2 separate regions of the Sus scrofa genome follow, and region 2 is linked to region 1. The links are chromatin contacts, called in public HiChIP or PLAC-seq maps. All regions are on one chromosome and are shown on one strand. The core of a region is the stretch at or near the end of the contact, and the rest is flanking DNA. Distances in the headings are between cores, read along the strand shown. Region 1 overlaps LOC106505250 (a long non-coding RNA gene). Region 2 overlaps LOC106505256 (a long non-coding RNA gene).

Region 1 (4,624 bases), core at 1,134-3,633:
CGCTCGGCCCCAAACACACGGGAAGCAAGAGCCTGGCATTCAGAGGTGCCAGTGCCACCTTCACACGGAACCAGCCTGTCAGCTATGCCGTCCAGCATTTGTCACCGGTGGCAGTTTCCAGCCTGGCAGTGGAAAGAGGCAAGGGGGCGGGGAGCCAGACAGCAGTCTGATGTTTCATGTATGAGGGGATTCGCAGGAAATACGAGTTCTAGAACCCAACAGTCCCTCAGCCGCCAGCCCCGAGTGAGGAGCTATGTTCCTGCCCATCTTGGTTGGCCCTGACCTTGGGCCCAGAGCAGGGGACAGCTTGACTGGAACCTATATCACTCATTCATTCGTTCCTTCCATCAGTCAACCCATATTTACTGAGCATCTGCTATGTGCTGGGCTGTGCCCAGCCCTAGGGACACAGAAAGGGTGGCGAAACGGGGCCGCAGAAGTTGTCTGGAGACAGCAGGACCTGGGTCCAGAGGAGCCGGCCAGCCAGCTTCCCTGAGCCTCCCTGTGCTGCAGGGGGAGCCTGCGCTGCAGCACCCCCTGGAGGCTGGACGAGGCTGTGCCGTCGAGGAGCCCGTTCATGACACTCACTTCAATGGGCGTCTATCAACCTCTAGGATGCGCTGGGCGGTCCTGGGATCCTGAGGGGCACTGATGACTTTTAAAAAGGTCTCAGCCCTCACAGATCTCCTATCAAGACCCCAGGGAATCTGCAGTCTGCCACCTGAGTATTTTCTAATCCTTCTTGATCTAAGAAGATTCCAGTGAAAGCCAGCATCTGCCTCACACATGGGCCAGGAGGCAAAGCACTCGGCCTGCCCTCTCCCTTGGGACGTGGGGCTGTCTCCTTCCTCATCTGCTGGCAGCTCGAGGCTGGTCGGAGGCGGGGGGCCGCGTGTGGACAGTGTTGGGGAACCATGGGTCCTGAAGGGAGGAGCTGGGGGAGGGCTGTGTTCTGAGGCCCCAATTATCTTCTCGAGAATTAGGAAGATGTCTCGACGTCTCAAATTCTCAGTGCAGCAAAAGGATAAACACAATATACTCTCTCTTTCAAAGCGCTGGACACCTAAGGGCCCAGGGCCGATCTCAGAGGTTCCTGCTGGGCAGCCACCCTCGGGTGCGGAAGAGGCAGGCCTGGCAGGAGGACCCAGCTCCTGCCTGAGGCCACCACCGAGCTGCCCGCTCCTGGGGAGACAGACACGGAGGTGACCTGCACGGTCCTCCTGGGGAGGATGGACTGACAGTGGCCGGGCAGAGGCACAGAGGAAGGGGACAGCGTCTGGTCAGGGAGGCCCTGCTGGCCTGGCGGGGCCGGCATTTCACATTCTGGAGGAAGAGGGGGCGAGGCCTGTGTCTTCAGGTGTGATTAGAGGAATATACTATATTAGGGAACAGAAAAGGAACGATATTGGGGAACAGGAATGGAGGCAGAAGGCAAATGCCATCTCAGAAGGGATTCAGGACCAAGAATCTAGGCCACGGTATCTCGGCCTTGGCCCTCTGGACATTTGGGGCCAGGCACTGAATTCTTTCCAGGGAGTACGGGGTGTCCTATGCCTTGTGGAACATTTCCCAGCATCCCTGCCCTCTGCCCATGAGCTGCCGTAGCACCCGCCACCCCCAGCTTTGGCCACCAAAACCGTCTCCAGATTTTGCCAGATGTTCCCTGAGGATGAAATCAGTCCTTGCTGAGAACCACCGGCCTGGCTGTTTCCTGGAGCCATCTCCCCCGACATCTGCCAGCCCGCTCTTAGGGTCCCTGCCTCTTATGCCGGGACTTCCCTGGGCGTTGGCCTTGAAACCCCCACGTCCCCTCAGAGGCAGGTGAACGGGGACTGGTACCTCCTTGTCCGCAGGAGGCTGATCCCATCCACCCGCCCCCCACCCCCTGCAGCCTCCCTCATTCTGCTCTTCGCCGTCTTGGTCCCACAGCGCTGCGGCTTCTAACCCATTATTCACGTTCGCCTGTTACCGGCTGTCCCTCCACCCGCCCCGCCCCCACCCCCACAAGCTGCTGTGCGGCCAGGACCTTTGCTTATTTCCCAGATGTGTCCCAAGTGCCCACGACAGTGTCAGGCGCAGGATATACGCTTGACACACACTGCTGCACGAAGGGTCAGGCCTCTGAAAACATTATGAGCATCTGTGACCTTGGCTATTTTCACTTTCCAGCATGTTGGCAGGCTGCCTGGCAGTGCTTAGCAAGAAAACCTTCACACGAGCAGGGCCTGGTATCTCTGGGACAGCTGAGATCCTGCCTCTCTGCTGCCGACGGGGAAGGGGTGTCGGGAAGGGGTGCCAACGACCGAGCAGCCCAGGGTCCTGGTAACGCAGCAGGTGAGTTCCCTGGCCCGTGACAAGGATGATGAGGGGAGAGCCTGGAGCCTGCCCTGGGGAGACCAGCGGCCACACCGATGCCACCCGGCTGTGCCCAGGCTGGCCCTTGGGCCTCCCCTGGACCCCTCCCTCCCTGATCACAGCCCCTGCCAAGTCCAGGGGGACAAGGACGAAGCAGTTGCAAGGCAGATGCTTCCTTTCTCAGTTTTGGTATTAAATCCAGGTGTTAGGATCGTGGATGATTTTGACTTTTCTGTATTTTTTTCAGTTTTACCGCAATGAACTTGTTTAATGGCGAGAAAAAAAAAATAGGGAAAAATAGAAACTTTACTCAGTTTGTGATTTTTCACCTTGACTGGTCTAAATAAAGCTGCAGGGCCTGGCTCTCCCGTGGGACACTTTGAGGTATGTCTGAAGGCCACTTCCCCCTGAGCCCCCCACTGTTTGCTAGGGGACTCAATGAGCAATCTTTGAGATGGACTGTTGGCTTTTTTTCTTTTTACGGCAGCACCTGTGGCAAATGGAAGTTTCCTCTGATTCAACAGGACACCCCCCGCCCCCCATGGGGAAGAATTCAATACCTGGCCCCAAATGTCCGGAGGGCCAAGGCTGAGATACCCTGGCCTAGATTCTTGGTCCTGAATCCTAGTCGAATCAGAGCTGCAGCTGCCAACGTATGCCACAGCCACAAAAACACCAGATCCAAGACGCATCTGTGACCTGTGCCACAGCTTGTGGCACTGCCGGACTCTTAACCCACGGAGCAGGGCCAGGGATCAAACCCGCATCCTCACAGATACAACACTGGGTTCTTAACCTGCTGAGCCACAATGGGAACTCCTGGACTGCTGACTCCTCCTTTTACATAAATTGTTTGCAAGGATTAGTGGCACATTCTGGACACATGGTTGAGACTGAGGCCAGACGGCCACTGACAAGAGGCACAGGGAACGGGCTTGTTGTCGGGATAACGCTGACCACCCCCCAAAAGTGAGCCGTGGCCTGTTTGACCTGAACAACTCCACCATCTCTCGAAAGGATCGTGCCAGAGGGAACCTGACTGTGAGGCTCACATTCAATTACTCTCATCATGAAGACGGTAATTAGCCATGTCTGACTTGCTACAAGGGGACAGCCGAGGTCCCAGGTCCAGGCTGGGAGGGACAGACATCCGGGTTTCTCATGAGAGACACCTGCGACACGTACTCACGCCGAGGCCACCCTGAGACCCGCCAGGCCTGGCTTCCACAAGCGCTTTCCTGTTTCTTCTCTGCTCCCTCTCCAGAAGCAGCTCCTCGGCGAGAATCGTCATGACAACCCGCAGCGGGCACTGAAGCAGGCAGAGCGGGACAGAGGGTCTCGGCGTCAGGATGGAAGAGGCTGATGACCACGGGCAGGCAGGCCATGCGGGGCTCCGTGGTGCGAGATCAAAGTGAAAGCTGAAGGTCACGCTGGGTTTCACAGTCGGAGGCTGGGTTAGGGGCTTCTCCACGCAGAGGCTCTGGGCCCCCAGCGCGGTCTGGAGGAAGCTCCGAGCCTGCGTGGGGCTGGCCCCACCCTGCTGGCTCCTGCCTGCTCCGCCAGGGTTAGAGCCTCCCTGTGCCTTCGACCCCGCTGACCTTTGCTCGGACAGACAGGAGCAGTGCCCTTTGACCTGCTACCTGGGGCGGTTGGGGAACACAGGTTGCTGATCTCAGAAGAGCTGTCAGAGCTGCCTCCGGGCCCCCGAAATCCCAGGGCACAGTTTCAGGCCTCGTGGGCAGCTGTTATCTTTGGGAGGGACCAGGGCTGGATGGGCATCGGAGCAGAGTTAGCGGGAGCTGAGTATCTGGCCTGATGAAAGCTGGATGGGCATCTCTCCCGCCGGGCGCGTACCTGTCAGAGGTGCCCGGAGTGGCATGTGCTGGCCACCTGAATGAAGAGGGGGTGGTGCTGGGGAAAGGCAGTAGCTGAAGAAACACCGGTAAGGTGGGGCTTGGTTATAAGTGGGGGCTGAGGAAGCCTGGAGGGTCCAAGGGGAGGCCCAGGCTTCAGGCTGGTGGCACGGGTAGAAAATCAAGAGAAACTATGGTTCTGCTTTTAGAAAGAATAACATCCAGGTAAAGAAAAAATAATTCTGCCTAAATATTCAAAGTTGCAGGCAACCTACAGTACATGTCATTAAAGGAAAAAAAGGAGGGAACAAACGCACCCCTGGAATAAAAGGCTGGGACGGCTTCCGTGAAACCAGCATCGGTGCTGGGGGAGGACGGGGCGGGAGCTTGCTGATCTGTCAACAGAGTTTGTAAAA
Region 2 (4,624 bases), core at 1,458-3,957, 550 kb after region 1:
TTGCCCTGCCTCATCCCTTTCTGAAGCCCAATTCCTTGATTCTGTAAAGTAGTGTCTTTCTTTCTTAATAAATCTTTTGCTTTAAGTTTACTTGAGTCAGGTTCTACCACTTACAATAAGAATAGTAAAAATAATAACACTAATAATTTAATTAACATAAATGATGACTATGTGCCGAGTACTTCATATTTAGAGACTCATTTCCATAGTCACCCACTTCCAAGAGAAGAAACTGAAGGACAAAGAGAGAGCCCAGTAAGTTGCCCAAGCCATTCAGCCCTTAAGGAGCAGAGCTGAGATTTGAACTTGAAATCTGATCACAGGCCTGCACCCTTAAGCGTTAAGGATTAGGGCTTCTCTCCAAAAGGATCGAGGTGGTCCTCCTGTGAGCAGCCTCTTAGCCTCCCTTGCTTAGGGCAGACATCTCCACATCTATAACCTGTACTCAGCTTATAACTGCTCCCATCTTAGCCACACGAGACCATCTCAGACCCAAGAAGGTTTTGTGGTGATAGGATCTTGATCTACTTCCAAGCCTTATTGATGGAAAATCCAGATAGTCTCCCATGCTTCCCCTACCTTGTCAGCCAAAAGTTTTTGTAGCAATGAAAATATAAGGAGAAAAGGAATTTCACTAGATTGGAAGAAGTGAGATCCAGCCATCCTTTAAGGCATTGAGAATGCTGATAAAGATCCTGGTTAAAAACAAAAGCACTAATATTGCTCTCTCTCTCTATGTATATACACACAATATATATTGTATATATCATCTACAATAATTATACACACACACACACACACACACAGCGTCTACAGAGTTCTTTACTGAGAGCTTCTGTGGCAGCAAAGTTTGTGATAAAGAACTGTCTTCCTGCCAGCACAGAGAGAGGCTTTGAGGCATAAACAGTCACACGCTGGCTCAGAGGGGACCAGAGTATTGGGACCTGGGCACTTGGTGGTACTTGAGTGTAGTTTTTTTCCTCTTTCAATTTTTTTGTGATTTTTTAAAAACTTAGAGTTGATTTGCCATGTTGTGCCAATGTCTGCTGTACAGAAAAGCAACCCAGTCATACATGTATGTACATTCTTTTTCTCATGTTGTCTTCCATCATGGTCTATCCCAAGAGACCGGATATAGTTCTCTTCTGTACAATAAGACCTCACTGCTTATCCACTCTGCATGGAATGCTTTGCCTCTATCAACCCAGTTGGGTGTACTTTTAATCTCTCTTGTGATCAGCTAGATTAGATACCTCCACCAGTCACAGCAGATGCCCAAGTATTTTTGAATAAATTAAAATAAGAATTGCCTCCATATACTGAGCACTGTGCTGGGATTGGGCTAAGTGTTATACTTACCTTGTCTTCATCCTTCTGGGATAGTTAGTTTTGTCAGCTTAGCCAGGTTATAGTACTCAGTGATTTAATCAAAGTCTAAGCTAGGCTTTACTGTGAAGGTATTTTGCAGATATGGCTAATATTTACTATTGGTTGATTTTAAGTAAAGGAGAGGCCCTCCTCTGTAAGATATGGGCCTCATCCAATGGTTAAAAGGCCTTATGAGCAAAAGCTGGGGTTTCTTAGAGAAGAAGAAATCCTGCCTCAAGACGGCAGTTTCAACTCCTGCCTTAGTTTCCAGCCTGACCCCTGGCATCTGACTCGCCAGCCCCCATAGTCGTGTGAGCCACCTCTTTAGAATAAATCTCATAATATATACGAGATGTTCTGTTTGGGGGGAGAAGCCTGATACATCGTCTAACAACTCTACGATTAGCTCCACTTTTCAGCCGAGGAATCTGGGGCCCAGAGATGTTGAGTTTGGAGATTTCCTCCAAGTCGCAGCATTAGTGAGAGGTGGAGCTGTCTGTTTCCAGAACCTGTGGTTTAAATGCCTTGATCCATGGCCTCACCAGAGCAGCCAAAATAAACGAAGTCCAGCCCAGGGAGTTCCCATTGTGGCTCAGCAGAAATGAACCCAGCCAGGATCCGTGAGGACCGGGGTTCAATCCCTGGCTTTGCTCAGTGGGTTAAGGATCCAGCGTTGCTGTGAGCTGTGGTGTAGGTTGTAGACGTGGCTCAGATCCCTCATTGCTGTGGCTGTGGCTGTGGTTGTGGCCAGCAGCTGCATCTCTGATTCAAAGTCCAGCCAGGGAGTCTTGGAGAAATGAGAGCTGAAGTAGGTATGTCGGCATTGTGGTCCTTCCTGAAGGATTTGCAGTAGTTTGGGACTCTTGATTCTCAGAGAACCAATTTCTTCACAGCCTTGACGTCGCTAATATGCCAATTCTGGAGAATGGTTGGCACCCTCAAGTCTTCTGGCCATAGCCAACTTGTGTGCGTCCTGGCCAGCCTGGTCCCCGGCCACCCCAGCACAGCCGTTCCCCACTGAGGTGCAGCTGCTGCCTGGCCCGTCTCCCCGCTTTTCTGTCTTGAGGGCGGGCCCACGTGCTCATCTCCCTCACCAGGGCATCCCAGGCATGCGGCTGGGTGCGTGGCACGCACTCCTCCCCCGTAAGCTTGTGTTGAAGGAAGTCTTGAATGGCTGCGGTGAATGTTTCCACTTTGCAGAGCGATTTGAACTTGTCTCCACCCTCCATTTCTGGGAAGGTGCTGACAAGGGGCCAATAGCCCCATGACCTTGTGGAAGTAAGTCTCAGGTTTCGGTGGCTGGATGAGCTGCCAGTGACTGAACAGGCAACCTGCTGCTCTGATCAGCGAAGCCCTTGCCCAGGGCCTCCACTGGCCGGGAAGGCGAGGCCAGAGAGCTGTGCCCGGGAAACCTGCGCTCACCGCACGCCCCTTGGAGCCTGTCTTCAGAATCCATAAACTGGGGGCAGATTCTCAAGGGCCTGTGTCAAGTACATAACAAGGGCAAACCTTTAGAAAATGAGCCTTCCTTTAGCCTCGGGAAACATCCTCAAGACTGGCAGAAACTGGCCTCAGGATAGAGGGAGCTGGGCCAGGCCGAGGTGGGGAGCACTGGGTGTTTGTGCTGTGACTGGCAGGCTGTCACCAGAGTTGGCTGGGGAATTCTCACAGGGCCGAGTGATCTGGTGTCACGTCAAATCAGGATCACGGAAGAGAGCCCTGGCCTGGTAGCTTGATGTTCAAGGCAAGTCCTTAAACGCTCCAGCCTTCATTTCATTATTAGGATAATTGGTCGGGGGCCTCCCTGGATTTTAAGACAGGATTGCCTCAAACCTCCACTTGGATGGCTTGGAGGTCCAAAGTCCTTGCTGAGTTTGTGCAAAGCCCTGGGCCTCCACCCTCGGTTCTCTCTCCCTCTCACTCGGCAGTAACCTGAATCCCAAACTCAGCATCTTGTGTCACCTCCCTGTGCCCTGCACTCTTGCCAAGATCTGTCAACCACGAGGTGGTGAGCATGTGGGGCCCACACTAGCACCACCTCCACCTCCACCCACTGCTGGTGCTACACCCAAGACCTTGAAACTTCGGGCAAAGCCAGGCAACCCTGCCTCTGCTCTGAGACGGGGCCCCGGTTGGTACCAGGGCGCCTGTGTGCTCCCATCTTCCAGAGCATTGGCTAAACCATCAGCCCCCAAGATGGCAGCCTGGGAGACCAAGCTGGTATCCGTCGCCTGGCCATGTGCAGAACCACCTTTCCTGCTTCCCTCTGACCCCAGGGGTGCGTGTGGAACGTGGTCGCGGTTTATGGTTCTGTGGTCCCAACATGTGGGATGAACACTGGGGTGGACGCAGCTCAAGGTCAAGGGCCTCCACTGCAGAGGAACAGGCAAATGAACCAGGAGAACGATGCCAAGGCAGGTTCCAGAATGGACCAGCTGGGTGACCTAAGGCAAGGCTCCAACCTCTCGGAGCTTCAGTTTCCACTTCACGTGGCAGAAGATCCATGTTTTCCGTCCCTTCCACAGGTTGTGTGAGGCTGGCCTGAGCTCACACCTGTGAAAGAGCACACTTTATTTCACACTTCGTCTCACTATAAGGTGTTAGAAAAACACACAGCATACAGAGGGGACTTATTTTTCAATGTTCAGATTTAGGATTCTCCCCGCCCTGCCTGGCATCAAAGTGTGTGGGAGATGAGCTCAAATTTTGTCTTTTTTTTTTTTTTTTTTTTAATCGAGAGAAACTTGGAATAAAATCTCACAATCGCTCCCATAGGAGGAAGCTGAAAGCATCAAGATAGTTACTGCTCAGTCAGATGCTCATCTCAGAAAGTGTCTGAACAGTTTGACTGGGGTTGGGTGGACTTTTTAAAATGTCCACATGATGTGCACATGGTCTTGAGCTTCTGTGGCTTTTGTCAGTATGGCGTTTCCTTTCCCCGCCCTGGCTGTGCACATTGCAGGGCAGTGTCAGCGCCTGCAGCCGCACAGTGAACCCTCCCAACCTGCCCCACTCATCAGGCAGGATTATCAGGAGCAGGCGGTCTGGCTGGATTTTGAGTTGGGGCCCACCTGCACCTGCAGGGAATTACTGTTTTCTGACTCTCATGCCAGGTACCTCCCTGGGAGATTCTCAGGCAGGTGGGTCCCTGAACCCGGGCGTTTCCTCAGCCCTCTCTCTGCAGCGTGGTGTTCCTTTATTGCGGTGTATTCTGTTCTCTCTCCTTTTAGGAGAGGAGCTTGAGACTGGGGGGAGC

Evidence for each region. HiChIP or PLAC-seq counts read pairs in DNA pulled down with a chosen protein or histone mark.
Region 2: an H3K27ac HiChIP or PLAC-seq map of skeletal muscle shows a contact between it and region 1, with 5 times the contacts expected there. The contact joins two enhancer-like sites. A contact is called at or near these places in 1 of 47 Hi-C or Micro-C datasets (embryonic fibroblasts) and 1 of 2 datasets of contacts at active chromatin or transcription factors (skeletal muscle).

The regions. Positions count from the first base shown.
Region 1 is chr11:6,953,313-6,957,936 of Sscrofa11.1, forward strand. The region is part of intron 2 of LOC106505250 (a long non-coding RNA gene); the gene reads right to left. Among named protein-coding and RNA genes, the nearest start is that of KATNAL1, 110 kb to the right of the region's middle. Within about 2 kb of position 2,384, at least 9 of the 83 cell types and tissues checked have an H3K27ac peak or open chromatin away from gene starts, as enhancers often do. A contact at or near this core is called in skeletal muscle, where this site is marked.
Region 2 is chr11:7,502,329-7,506,952 of Sscrofa11.1, forward strand. All of the region lies in intron 1 of LOC106505256 (a long non-coding RNA gene), which reads right to left. Among named protein-coding and RNA genes, the nearest start is that of MEDAG, 41 kb to the right of the region's middle. Within about 2 kb of position 2,708, at least 2 of the 83 cell types and tissues checked have an H3K27ac peak or open chromatin away from gene starts, as enhancers often do. A contact at or near this core is called in skeletal muscle, where this site is marked.